Linked DNA regions of Anas platyrhynchos: region 1 is linked to region 2. A link is a contact called in public Hi-C data. All regions are on one chromosome and are shown on one strand. Each heading gives the region's core, a stretch centred on a gene start, on an enhancer-like site or on the middle of the called end of the contact. The rest is flanking DNA. Distances are from core to core; before and after follow the strand shown. Region 1 holds the start of NF1 (neurofibromin 1). Region 2 overlaps KSR1 (kinase suppressor of ras 1).

The links. Hi-C and Micro-C count contacts between places; a contact is called where the count stands out from the background.
Region 1: a contact with region 2 is called in a Hi-C map of skeletal muscle, with 4 times the contacts expected there. The contact joins the promoter of NF1 here to the enhancer-like site in region 2. A contact is called at or near these places in 5 of 8 Hi-C or Micro-C datasets (F1 follicle, liver, skeletal muscle and 1 more).

The regions. Positions count from the first base shown.
Region 1 is chr20:1,130,937-1,137,339 of IASCAAS_PekinDuck_T2T, forward strand. NF1 (neurofibromin 1) reads left to right here and starts at 4,809. Exons shown (of 57, transcript XM_038165781.2): 1 at 4,809-5,044. The coding sequence starts at 4,985.
Region 2 is chr20:1,031,498-1,037,712 of IASCAAS_PekinDuck_T2T, forward strand. It overlaps KSR1 (kinase suppressor of ras 1), which reads right to left. Exons shown (of 19, transcript XM_027472475.3): 3 at 3,677-3,824; 4 at 1,240-1,711. Among named protein-coding and RNA genes, the nearest start is that of KSR1, 43 kb to the right of the region's middle. Within about 2 kb of position 1,559, at least 1 of the 8 cell types and tissues checked has an H3K27ac peak or open chromatin away from gene starts, as enhancers often do.

The DNA of each region.
Region 1 (6,403 bases), core at 3,559-6,058, 100 kb after region 2:
CCTTCCTCATTTAGCTGAAGTTTGTTTGTTTAGCTTCACTTACAAAGAGCAGGGAAATATTTTTGCCATTGGTCCCAGGTTTGGCACATTTCCTCCCAAACGCTACCCCATCCATCAAGAATTGAGATCAAACATGTGCCTTATGGAGAAGGCAAATCTCTGTGTGCCTCAATTTTCTCATCTGCTTCCCCAGCCTCCTACTCAGGCAAAAAGCAGAAGTGCCAAAATACCTCCAAGGAAGTGATTCAAGTGGCATTTTTTGGCTCGACTAGAATCATGAGTGTCTGGAAACGTCACGAGAGGGACTGTTCCTGCAAGAGAAATTCCCAACTCTTAATCTAGTGGCTTGGCTCTTCAGGCTTCAGGAGGTCTGAGCCTGTACTGAGGCAGCAGGGGACGTAGCAGGGGCTTTTCTCTTACACGACTTCTACCGCTGTTGTCACTTTTGACAGCCACAAAGGGAAATTTTTAGCGAGGAAAACCCAGCAACATTCAACCTAAAGCCTGATGAGACAGTGGGGTTGTTTTGTGGATGCCTTGGGCTGTAGTTTCTTGTTTGCGTTTACATTTAATCTTAAGGAAGTGCGTTAAGAAGTTCTTGCTAAAGTGTCTTAAAAAACTCCACCAAAATAACCAAGAAGCACCAGATTGTCCAGAGCTGCTAAAGAAATGGTACCATAGCTCAGAATTTATCTGGAGCCAGGGAACTTGGGATGATTTCTCTTCAAATAAAACCTAACTAGCAGTTATATATGCCATGAGTCTGCCTGTTAGGGGGCAAAATCCTGCAGGTTTTCATCTGTCCGGCAGACAAGGCCTAGCACCAAAGATAACAGCAGGGCCACAGTGTTTTTTTTCTAGGATAGTACAGTAGGTAATTTCTAGGATCACGGGTCTGGGGGCACTTTGTACTGAACATAGGAAGAAGAAGAAAAAAAAAAGGAAACAGAGAACATTGGGAAAGAATGATCTCGGCCAAATCGTGGCTGGAATTTTCCAAAGAGTTTGGGGGAAACTCTCTGAGAATTTCCAATGTCACCGTTCAACCTCTGAAGCTCCTCCTCTGCCCCCCCAAATTGTGGGAAGGCTGTAGCAAGTCCTGTTTGCTTTTAGGGAACAGATTTGCTTTGGGAAAACAGCTTTGCACTATGAGAAACAGGAAGGAGCACTGTTTGTTTTGTTTAGTAAATTCTGAGGGGAAGAAATCTTTTTATACTAAAGTCAAGAGTTCCCAAGATGCTTCTCTCTCAGCTAACCTCATCACCTCTGGTTTCTTCCTGGCTCTTGGAGACATGTTTTTCATACACATATCAGTCAGCTGAAGCCCTTTCCTGCCCTCCTACCCGCCCCCCAGTGAATTATTATTGTTTAGATGTTGGCAGAAGGCAGAGATCCCGATGAAGATTGTGGCTGTATTGCCAGGTGAAAATTGAAAGGACAAGGTGAGCACCCAGTGTTCTTGGGCCTCTGATTTGACATTGCAAGTGAATATCCAAATTTGTGTAAAATTTCTGAGGTTGCCCCTGCTCCCTCCGCATGTGCAGCCAGCGTATGAACAGCTCTGCCGGTACCACCTGCAGTTGTTTATCCATAGCGGAGGGTTGGCAGGGAAATGCTGGACGTGCCCTCTCGTCTCCCACCAGCAGCACAAGCCGGGCAGCTTGAGCCCCTGGGAAGGGTGAGGATGAGCTAAAGGGAGCGGAGCTGCCTGCACGGGGAGGAGGCAGTGTCCCTGTGGTCCTGGCCAAGCACCCGACACCGCACGGTGAAGCCACCCCATCTCCAGGGACACTGCTGCGCCCAGAGTAAGGCTTGCTCCTGGCAATTTCAGGCTGGTTTTAAGGGTGCCATTTCACACTGTAAGGGAGTCCCCTTCCAGGCAGAGCTGAGCAGGCTGCAGGTGTTATAATTTCCAGTAGTTTGTCACTGCCCCCCACCAAATGCTCCTGCGCCAGCAGAAGGGCCTGTTGTTGTTATGAGAAGAGATGAGATCCTTTTTTACCATGTTATGAGAAGAGATGATGATCCTTTTTTACCATGGAGTAAATATCTCTCTATATTTCTGCAGATAAAGCAGCTGTCACCATATGGACAAACATTCTTTGGAACCCTTCTGATAAACAGCTTTAGGTAAGTTCTTTGCTCCACTGAAGCCTATGGGTGTTTTGTGTTCATTACTTCTTTTATACTCCTCAGGACAAATCCACTTCTGCCAGTCCCAGCAGCTTCTGGGTGTACGCCATCATGAACCGGACTCAGGGATCTCAGAAAACTCAGTGCTGGCCTGATCTCAGACACCCTGCACAGCTGCACGTGGACGTTGCAGCAGGACAGCAGAACCCTAACCTTACCCTGTCCTCCCAGGTTGAAGGTAACCATTCACCTCTCCAGGAGGAATGCTGGGGAGAATACAAAGTGCTTATGAAATGACACAGTGATACAAACTGCTCTTTTGCTGATGTGGTTGTCAGCAGAGATTTGCTTTGAGCGCAGACATAGAAAGTATGATTAGAAAAGGTTCCAGTGACCAGCTTCATTCTCTGTCCAACTCAGTTAAGATTTTGATAATTAAGCAAATATATATCCATATCACGTAGGTTTGCTTTGGATGTAAAGCTATATATAACCAGTACATTAGCAGTCTTTTCTAGAACATAATTCAACATTTAGTTTTAAAAAGATTTTTGAAATATATTGATGCTGACCATTATAATGCACTCTAATGCAAAGGAATCAATAGCCTTTACACCACAACTAGTTTATTGTAGATGGCAAATGAATAATGCAAAATTCAGTGCACTTAACAGCCCAATATTGGACTTCACAATTTGTATAAATCAGAATGCTTTTTGCATTTCCTGAAAGGTAATACCACAAGTTCTACAGACAGAACACTACTATTTATTCTTCAAGCATTCTTTTTCCTAAGTAAAATATTTGTGATTGGTTTTCATCTTTGTTATAAAACATTTGCTTCTTCAAATTCTTGCTATGAGGTTGTTGCTAGAATGCAATGGAATTGTTCACATTGTAATTCTGAATTAGAGGAATTCCACTGTTCATTATTTACAGGGAAAGTTACCTCAGAATATATTTCATATGCTTTTGCTGAAAATTAATCTGCGTTTTGATAACAGCAACACTATCCAAGACAAAGCAAGGCCCCTAGTGAGCACAGTAAAAGCAGTATCCCTCCTGGTTTAAACAGTAGCTAGACAAGGTTGGAAAAAGATAGCATTGGATGATATCTCTAATTCCATGTTTTCCCACAGTGCTGTATTTAGGCTCAATTGCATCTTGATTACACGCTAAAATGTTTTTCCTGATGCTACTGCTTAGGTTATTTACATCACAGATACTGACTCAGGAATGTCTAAGAAGTCTCTGTACAAACCAAACACCTAATTTTATGCTGCTTGCATTATTAGTTTTGAAATAGTGTTTTGAGATTTTCTTCCACATTTGGGCAAATGGAAAATGAGACGTGTCCTTGTTTCAGCAGCTGGATTTATTTTCAGTTTTTATTTTACTCTGTAGTAAGACGATTGATAACTTTTTAATTTACTAATTCAAGTTGATGATTGAAATATCTGTTTAGCAAATGTTTCAAATTTGACTGAAGAAATGGGATTAAACAAAAACTGAGATGAGTTTATTGTATAGTACACTCTCAACATACATGACATACATGGCTGTATTTTTATGTCATGTCAGAACATATTAAGCACACTGTAGCGTAATGGCCTGATTACATCCCGCAGGAAGGATTTGGCAGTATCATCAAACCCCACGTATAAACTTTGGAAGTAAAAATAAAAATTGGTGCACTTCATCAGAATGATGCTGCCTTGGAAGAGAAGGGGCCTGCCCTCCCTCCTGTGGGAATTACAGATTTGCAGATTACAGCAGGGCAAACTGGACGGGCTCATTTTGTGTCTGAAACGGCTTAAAAGTGCTTTGTGGCAATCAGTCAGTGTAGACGCTGCATTCGTGATGCTTCAGACAAAGAAAATTAATCATCTGGGCACAGTCTGAGCAGACCTGGACCTGAAGTAAGACCAGAAGAAGAAAGCCCATTCATTCCTCAGTTCTTCGCTTCGCATGTGTCAATTTTAAACCCCTCGTTCAGGAAGCCCTACCTGCACTGGCCCATTTATTTCTATCACCAGACCCGTAACGCGGCTGCAGCACGGCAGGGCGCTGCTTGGTGCTCCTGCCTGCCCTGAAGGGCAGCAGCTCAGCGCTCCCGAGGACGCTGGAAGCGGCTGTGCTCGTCCTGCGCCCCGCGTTCCCTCCTCTCCCGAGTCACGCGCGGTTGGCTCGGGGCCGTAGCGAGCTCTAAAGGCCACAGCTGCGGGCGGCGGAGCCCTGGGCAGTACCAGGAGCACGCAGCGGGCTGTTACTGAGCGGCCTCGCTATTCCCCAGCCAGCGGGGCCGTGCCGCCGGCCTCGCCCTTTGTGCCTGAGGGGCCGCGGGCAGGGCCCCCCCCGCCCCCTCTGAGCACAGCTCGGCGCGTTCCGCTGCTCCGGGCACCCGCGGGGCCTCCCGCCGCTCCCCCCGGGCGGTCACCGCCGGGCGCCCTGAGGAGCCCGGAGGGCACCGCGGCGGGGCCCGGAGCCGCCCCTCAGCCGCCGCCGCGGCCCCTCTGCGCGGCGCAGGCGCGGAGCCGCGGCCGGGCGCATGCGCGGTGCTCGCCCGGGGGCCGCGCAGGCGCCGCCCGCCGCCGCCCGCGTCTCGGCGCTCCCCCTGGCGCGGCGGCCGCGGCGCTGCTGCTCGGCGGGCGGGCGGGGGCGGCCGGGCTCCCGCTTCCGGCGTGGTGTCATGGCGGGCCCCGGGCGCTGAGGGCCGCGGGCAGCCGAGGGGCCCCCGGAGCAGCGCGCCAGGGATCCGCAGCCGCCGCCCTCGCCCCTCGCCCCGCGCCGCCGCCGCCGCCGCCCCCCGCGGGGATCCGCCCCCTGCCTGGCCGGCCGGGCGGGGGGGGCCATGGCGGCGCACAAGCCGGTGGAGTGGGTGCAGGCCGTGGTGAACCGCTTCGACGAGCAGGTAGCGGGGGCGGCGGGCGCTGCACCGGGGGCGGCCGCCTCCCGCCTGCCCCCCGCGGCCGGGCCCTGCCGGGGGCTCCTCCACACCCCCCCCCCCTCCCCACCTCCACCTCCACCTCCGCCGCTCCTCAGCGCTGGCGGGGCCCGGCCGGAGCGGGGCGGGCTCGGGGAGCGGGGCGCGGGGCTCGGGGCGCCCTTTGTGCGGCGCTGGGTGGGGCCCGCGGGGCCGCCCCGCTGCCGGCACCGCCCGGGGGGCGCGGGGGCTGGGGCCCAAACGGCTGCGCCCCCCCCTTCAGCTCCCCCGGGAAGGCGCTGGGCGCTTGCGGAGGGGCCTGGCGGGTGTCGCCCCTTGGGTTTAACTTCTTCTCGTTCAGCAGGAGGGAATTAAAGCCCCCAGGGCAGCGCCAGGACTACGTGCGGCCGTGCAGGCAGCTCTGCCTCCGAGCCCGCAGCCGGCGGTGTCAGTGCCGGGCTGGAGGTGTCCCGGGCCGTGCTGTGGCACTGACACGGACTGACTGCTCTGTACAGTCAGTGCCGGGAGCGGGGAGAAAGGCTTTCTGGATAGAAGGAGGAGCAGTGCGTTGGCCTTGGACTTGGTGCTTCTCTGACCCACCTGAAGGAGCTGCTCACTGGGGTTAGGTGGCACGGCTCGCTCAGCGAGGCTCAGCTCAGTGCTTACCCCCTGCATTTTTCCCCCCAGATGCTTTCCTGGCATATAAGCAGGAGGTCGGTTTAGGCAAAGCGATCATTTTCTGTCGTGCCTCACCTTGCTGTTCCGTGAGGACCTCCTTTGTGCCACCAAGGGCCCAGCCCAGCTCCTGTCGAAGGCACGAAGCTGGTCCTGTAGATTGGGTTTCGTTCGCCTGCCTTATTCACGTGTCCCTCGTAGTGATGCTTGGCTTTTGACAACCTGCAGCAAGATTGCAGCCTAGTGGAATAAAAATAGGCTGCTCCTTTTTATGTTTATTTGCAAACTGCTATGAATGAGGCTTATTTAAAACAGGGAAACATAAAACTTTGTCTTTTGACATTAAAGTGATGCAGATTTTTCCAATACATTTTAGGCATGATATTTGCATAGCTAACTTATCCCCCCCACCACCTTATCTTGAGTCATAGATCATTTTTTCCATAAGCATAAAAGGCATGGTACTGATTATGCTCCCAGTAATGCAAGAAAATGTTTCTTTGTGTACTGGTGTTAAAAGGCCCTAGGCTTTGTCGTTTGCTCTGTTATGTATATTGTGGAACTGGGCTTGCCAACATCTGGTAGGAGTTAAGAACTTGAGCTTTTTAAACAGAAGTATTTCTCTGTGCGTTTCAGAGGAAGCACAGACAGGTACCCGGGAGGGATCCTCTG
Region 2 (6,215 bases), core at 309-2,808:
GCTAGGCAGAGCCCCAGCTGCAGCCCGGGAACAGAGCATACAAGAGTGCACCTGAATTTTGGCTTGCAGCTGTGACGTGTGAATGGGACTGTACAACTGAGACAGCTGGAAGGCTCCACAGGGCAGGGTCTGAATGAAGAACGTGCCGGATTTTGCACCTCCTATCATGCTTATCAATAGGACCTGTATCACAGCAGAAACAGGTTCTTACAACTGACTTTCAGTACAAAGCAGTGTGTTGGCCACAGGTCTTTTCAGTTCAAGGTCACATTTTTCACCCATTCTTAAATGGAAACCACTTACTTGCTACGTTTAGAGGCCTAGCAATTTGCACATTTTAGTGTACACTTCATATGCACTCAAAATGTGAAAGAACACTGTACTGCTTACTAGGCCCCACATTTACAATGATTTCCTTCGTGTCAGTGAGCCGGCAGTCCAGTACTACACCATCAAAAGTCCATCCAAAATCTCAGCTCCATTCTGAGCTAGGCTAGTTTCCCTTATCTAAAAACGTATTTTTGGCAAGGAGGTCCTGAGTACAACAGGCTCTCTGAACTCTTCCAGGAGGTCAGTGTTATTTAAGTTATAGTGGTCCACTGCCAGCTAGAGAATTTGGATGCTGACCTAAGTTTCTGCAATGTTTAGAGATAGCCAGCGTTTCTGGAAAGCACATTTGTTTCCCGGTTTCAACTATTAGTTAGATTAAATTAGGTAAATACCTTTCATCCCACCTTCCCCCCAACAAAGTGCATCTCAAAGCCTGGATCAGTCCAAAAAATACTAATGTATAGCCTAAGACCATTTGTCTTTTTGTGGAGGTATAGTTGTCATATACACAGATGTTTTGAAGCTCACACTAGCAGCTAACACACATCTTAAGATAAAACATAAAAGGACACTAGCCATCTGAACTGTGAGGAACATTTAAGGTCAAAAAAGAATTACAGGATGTGGAATTAGCTGTTAGATACTTGAGAAAATTTGATGGGGCTCTTTAATAACAGCAGTCATCCCAACCTCCCCAGCAGGTGAAATTTCAAATAAAGTACAGTCAAAAAGACGGTTTTGTGGTTATCTTAGAATATCCCACTGATACAGATTGTAAGACCATGGTGAAACCACAGTCAGGTAACTGGACACCAGATCTTTTACACAGCATCACAACTGCAGCCCCGAATGCCCTTTGGGATGAATACAGCCCACCAATGCCTGTGGGGAAGGAAGTATCACACTTACTTTATTGGGGGAACATCATCTATCCTATTTCCCAACTGTGATTCGTGGGACTTGCTCCTCGTGAGGGCTGGAAAGTTAGGTAGCAGCTGAAAAACCTTCCGGCAAGGGGGAGGAGGAGTCCGTGGTGGCTTCAACTTATGCCGCCTCTTCGCTTGAGGAGTGGTTGGGGGAGTGATGGTGATGCTATGAGGAGTCCTTGGTGTTAACCTTCCACTGTGTGCAGGGAAGGCAAAAGGGTCCAGGAGGTTATCTGCATAGATAGAAGGTCCATGACTGGAGGAGACAGAATCTGAAGATGTGATTGTAGACACTGACACAGACCGTGCCTGCTGGCTATTGCCCTTGGGAAGGTTCAGTGCAGCGTGAGTCCGTGCGGGTGCAGAGGAGCCAGGGGACTCGGTCGTGTTGGTAGCGCTGTGCTCTCGGCGTGCCTCAGGAAGATTCATCAGCACATCATCTTTTAACTCCCCACCTGTGCAGCAAGCACAGTAATGTTAGATTTGGAAAAAAAAATTAAAAAGCTGGTAAATGTATTTAAACTACAAGCCGCTGTTTCCTCCTGTTTTGCATCTAGCCAAGCAATTCTTTCTCTTAAGATCCATCTAAGACACCAGCTGAAGTCGTCTTTCTGAGAATGGCAGTAACTATCCTTTTTTCCTAACTGTATCTCAGAGCTTAAAGGAGGTCTTATGTTGTAAGATGGGCTGAGTTTTAAGAGATCGGGGCACCACTGAAGAACGTGGGATACGCATACCTGCGTGAAAGACACCCGCATCCCCCTGCAAACCTATTTGGATTTGGTACCAACCTGCTTACACAAATCTGTACATCCAACCTAGCACCCTGACATCTTTCAGATTGGCTTCTGGTAAAGAGAGGAAATCATTTTCTGTTAGATAACAGAACTGCCAAATAACACTGAAAAGCTGTTAGATTGGAATAAAAGGTATTGAGATGTTCCTAACACTCATTTGGCCAACTCTCTCTCTGGCGTGTAACCACTGGCAGACCTTACCTGCCAGCTGGAATACCGAGGTGCTGCTGTTCAGTTACAGGCAGCAGCAGCACTCAGCACAGAATTGGTGTGTTTGTCCTGACTATTAGCTAGAGCTTCACCAGGGACAGACAGCTGGATAAAAAGGAACCACCACAACCTGCCGGATCGCTGGTGGAGCTCAGCACTGCCTTCTGCAATGCTTGTTTTTCAAACACTGCTCAGTGTTTAAAAAAAGATCATATACCTGGGACTAAAACAAAAAAATCCTCTCTCTCAAAACACACTTTTTTTTTTTAATGAAAAGAGAGGAACATTAATACAAGTACACTAAAATTTGGGCTAGATGCCATTTCTGTGAGTGGATGCCATGCCTTCTGAACAATGGCTGTTTTTGTCACAGTATGGATGGGAAATATTTGACAATGCAGGATAAGAAAGATTAGAAAAAAGGAAATATGGAACTGAGCTGTTTGTTGGCTTTTCCATTAACTAATCTTTATGATTTGCGAATGGTATGAACTGTCATAATACCAACAGGAAACAGCACCTTTCAGTGACAGATTGATAACTGTTACAAAGAAAGATCTGATGCACACTGGTACCAGTATGCTGTGAGAAACGCTCTCATACCAACCGAATTCACAGTGCTTTGAAAGCAGCCTGGGGCAGGTGACAGGAGAAGACAGTGAAACAGCAATCTGGAAGTGTTGTGTTTGTCTGTTCTTAAATAACTTGGTCAGATCAACTTGCACACTGAACACACATTCCTAATTACACAGTATCCTTCTATACTTAATTTCAATGTAAATCAAGGTTCTTTCTAGCTCTTACATCTGCTACTGGTATTTGGCTAATGATTCTATCAACTCCAGCAGAAAAACAGCAGGAAGCAAGGGTTTTAAAGAGAAGTGAATCAACTGGCAGACTGCAAGCTATGCGGTGATAACGGGCTGTCAGAGGAATGTTCTGCTTTTGCAAAGCATTGAGCTGAAAAATGCTCAGGTTTCTGAGCAACATCACACTAAACAGAATTGCACCTTCTCTCTGAGCTGGCAGTATTTGGGGAGGGGATTACCCACAAGAAATCTGTTTGCAATCATCAGGTCAAGGATACTGAATGATGGAAGACAACTGGAGCATCAAACTCAACTCTGAACACAAAGGGAATAATCATACAGTTTCTATTGAGTTGGAGAGGGTACTTCCACATACCTTTATTTCAATAGCTGAACATGATGTCAAAAACAAATCCATTCCATAGCTCTAGACGTGTTTGATCACTGCAATTTCTTGCACATCCAAGAACCACAACCTGAAACTGGTTACAGCATATACCCAAAGACCCAAAGGTTTCTGCAGATTGTCTTACATAAAAGGAAGCAGGATGTGATCTGGGTTGCTGAGAACCTAATGCCACAGAACAGAAAAGGCAGTCTGTACCTGACTCAGTCACCTTCCTTAAGCAGCTCAGCGCCCCATTGAGTCTGGAGCACTCTTCATCTCTGGCACCACATCTCTTCATTGTTTCTTTCACCTTTGACTCATTCATTTCGAGTAAGGCATCTAAGGTTAGTTCCTCCGGTATTCTCTGCGGGGGGGAAAAAAAATAAAAAATTCAATGCACATTTTTTAATATACATATATAAATAAGACTGTCATTTGGTTTTCTGATGTAGTGCCATTGTCTCACTACTGGGTCTGACCCATGATTTAGTCATTTGGTAGTGAATTTCTCTTAAGGACCTCTGGGTCAGTAATGATCACGCAGCAGCAGCGCTCTAAAGCTGCTCTCTTCTCTCTACACCACAAGAGACCAGGCGTGTGCCTGAGTGTGCTCTGCATCATTAGGATGTTATTGTCTGTCTCCAATATTGAAGTTAGGATTACAGTTGATTGAAATATTCTTTCCTCTCCGTGTGGAAAGTTTTCATTCAGTATTTTTGAAAAGCTACCAAATGAAGTTCATCTTTTTCATCAAAAAACAAAGAAGGAAAAAAAAATGAAAAATTTTCAGAGAACGGTATTTAGCTTTCTGGCGAGGAAATAAAAAGTGCAAAGTGTGGAAAATGGCATAACAAAACTACAAAGAGACAGTGACCTCTTCCTTGAGTAATTTTTCCTTCACTAAAGGACCAGCCTTACCAATACCTTGCTTAGAACAATATTTGTGAAGAGCTCATTGCGCCCCTTAATATGCTAATGCCCCAAAATAACAAGGTTTAAATCAGGCAGACACAAAAGATGCAGGATGATGGAAAGCATGAAATCATCTGACGTTTCCTTACAAAACTGAGCTGCATTGCCTCTCTCCTTCATCAAATGTTTCCAGTGTAAGTCTGCAGCAATTGTGGTTAATAAACAAAACCAGGATACTCAGTGCAGATACCCAGGAATTTCCCTGAACGTTTTGCCTAAACAAACCTCACTGCTGCCTACTCTCACAATGAGATCACAAATTTCGCAATATTTGGCCTCTTTCCTAAAAGTTTCATTTCAACTCCTGGAGTCATGATACATAATATTTCAACTTTTATTTAAACAGGAAACTTAAGTGTATCTGTTTGACAACAAAAAGCTTGACCCACCCACCAACCCTTCAAACACTAAAAAACTACAAATCAAATTTGAACGAGTGTTACTAAATGTCCTTTTAAGATCACATCTTTCCTAATCCAGGCTAAAGATAGAAGTTAGTCTGCTTCCTAAAATTAAGCGATGAATCAAAACTGCTTTCACTGCTTTAATACAGGTAACTGGTCTCAAACACTCCAAAATGCTCAAATCATTGCTCTGAGAGCACTTAGCTAATCACACCATATTCTAAAGCGACTAAGATAAAGGTTACCTGCCCTACTTTAGGCATCTCAATGTTAAACATCTTAGGTTTGAACTAACTGCCCTAAAATCCACAACTCAGAGATTCCAGCAGGAAGCCAGCACAGGTTTGTTCCCAAAATGCCCCATGCCAACTGGGCTAATGACAACAGCATTAAACCCAGTCTGACTCTGAGTGATTTCCCCAGCACCCTCTGAATTCCAGCCCCCTGCAGGCAGATGAGCAGTGCACAGAGGCATCTTTGTTCAGCTGCATCACAAGGCCAGTTCTGCCATGCAGGGCACCAGCCACACGCTGCTCTGAAAGGGAGAGTTACAGGGGCAGGCAGCCATGGCACGAGCACAGAGGGGAGAAAGCTTTCTGCACCACCATGGTACCCCTGTGCTCCAAAGCAAAGAAGTTAATGCTTCCACCAAGCATAAGAGAAAGCCAGTGTCTCTTACCAAAAAAAAACGCTTTAGCCCCCTTCATGCTTTTACAGAGTCTTTTACAGGGGACTACAGCAATGCCATTCCTGTGTTATCTTGAAACATTTCCTCACTGCCACCACTCCCCGCTAAGAAAACAACCTAGATTACCCAGCCACTGTTTTAAGTAAGAGTGCCGTGCCAGATCCCAGCATAAACTACCAAGTCACGTTACCCAGCATCACTGCACTTCCCCAGCCTTTGCACGGCACAGAAGTAACCAGTAACTTATTACAACTATTACAGGTCAATCAGTAAAGTGAAAGAGACTACAATTTCCCCAGGAAAGCAGAGCACTTCCTTCATAGCCAGTTCCATGTTGAAGCCCAGGCTTCAACAGCCAGCATGAGCAGAGGAGAGCAGGGCCAGGTGGGCTGGCTGGCCCCCGGGGATCCGACTTCCTCAGCACCGCTCTATATGCTTTAAATACATGGAGCCTAGAAAAAAGAAGGAAGTCTCTTCTGCAAGCCTGAGTCTACTCAAGTAGCCGTGATGCAGTCGGGTTTTGTCTGCTCTCCTTCCACAAGGAGGGCAAAGTACAGCAGTTACCTGGGGCCCGTGCTACAGCACCTGTGACAAGAGCCATGCAGTGGGTCCTCAACGGAGTAAGGACTGGCCCATTAGGCCTTCATACTGAAAAAACTGAGTGCTTATTGAAAGTGAACTTCAAGTCGTA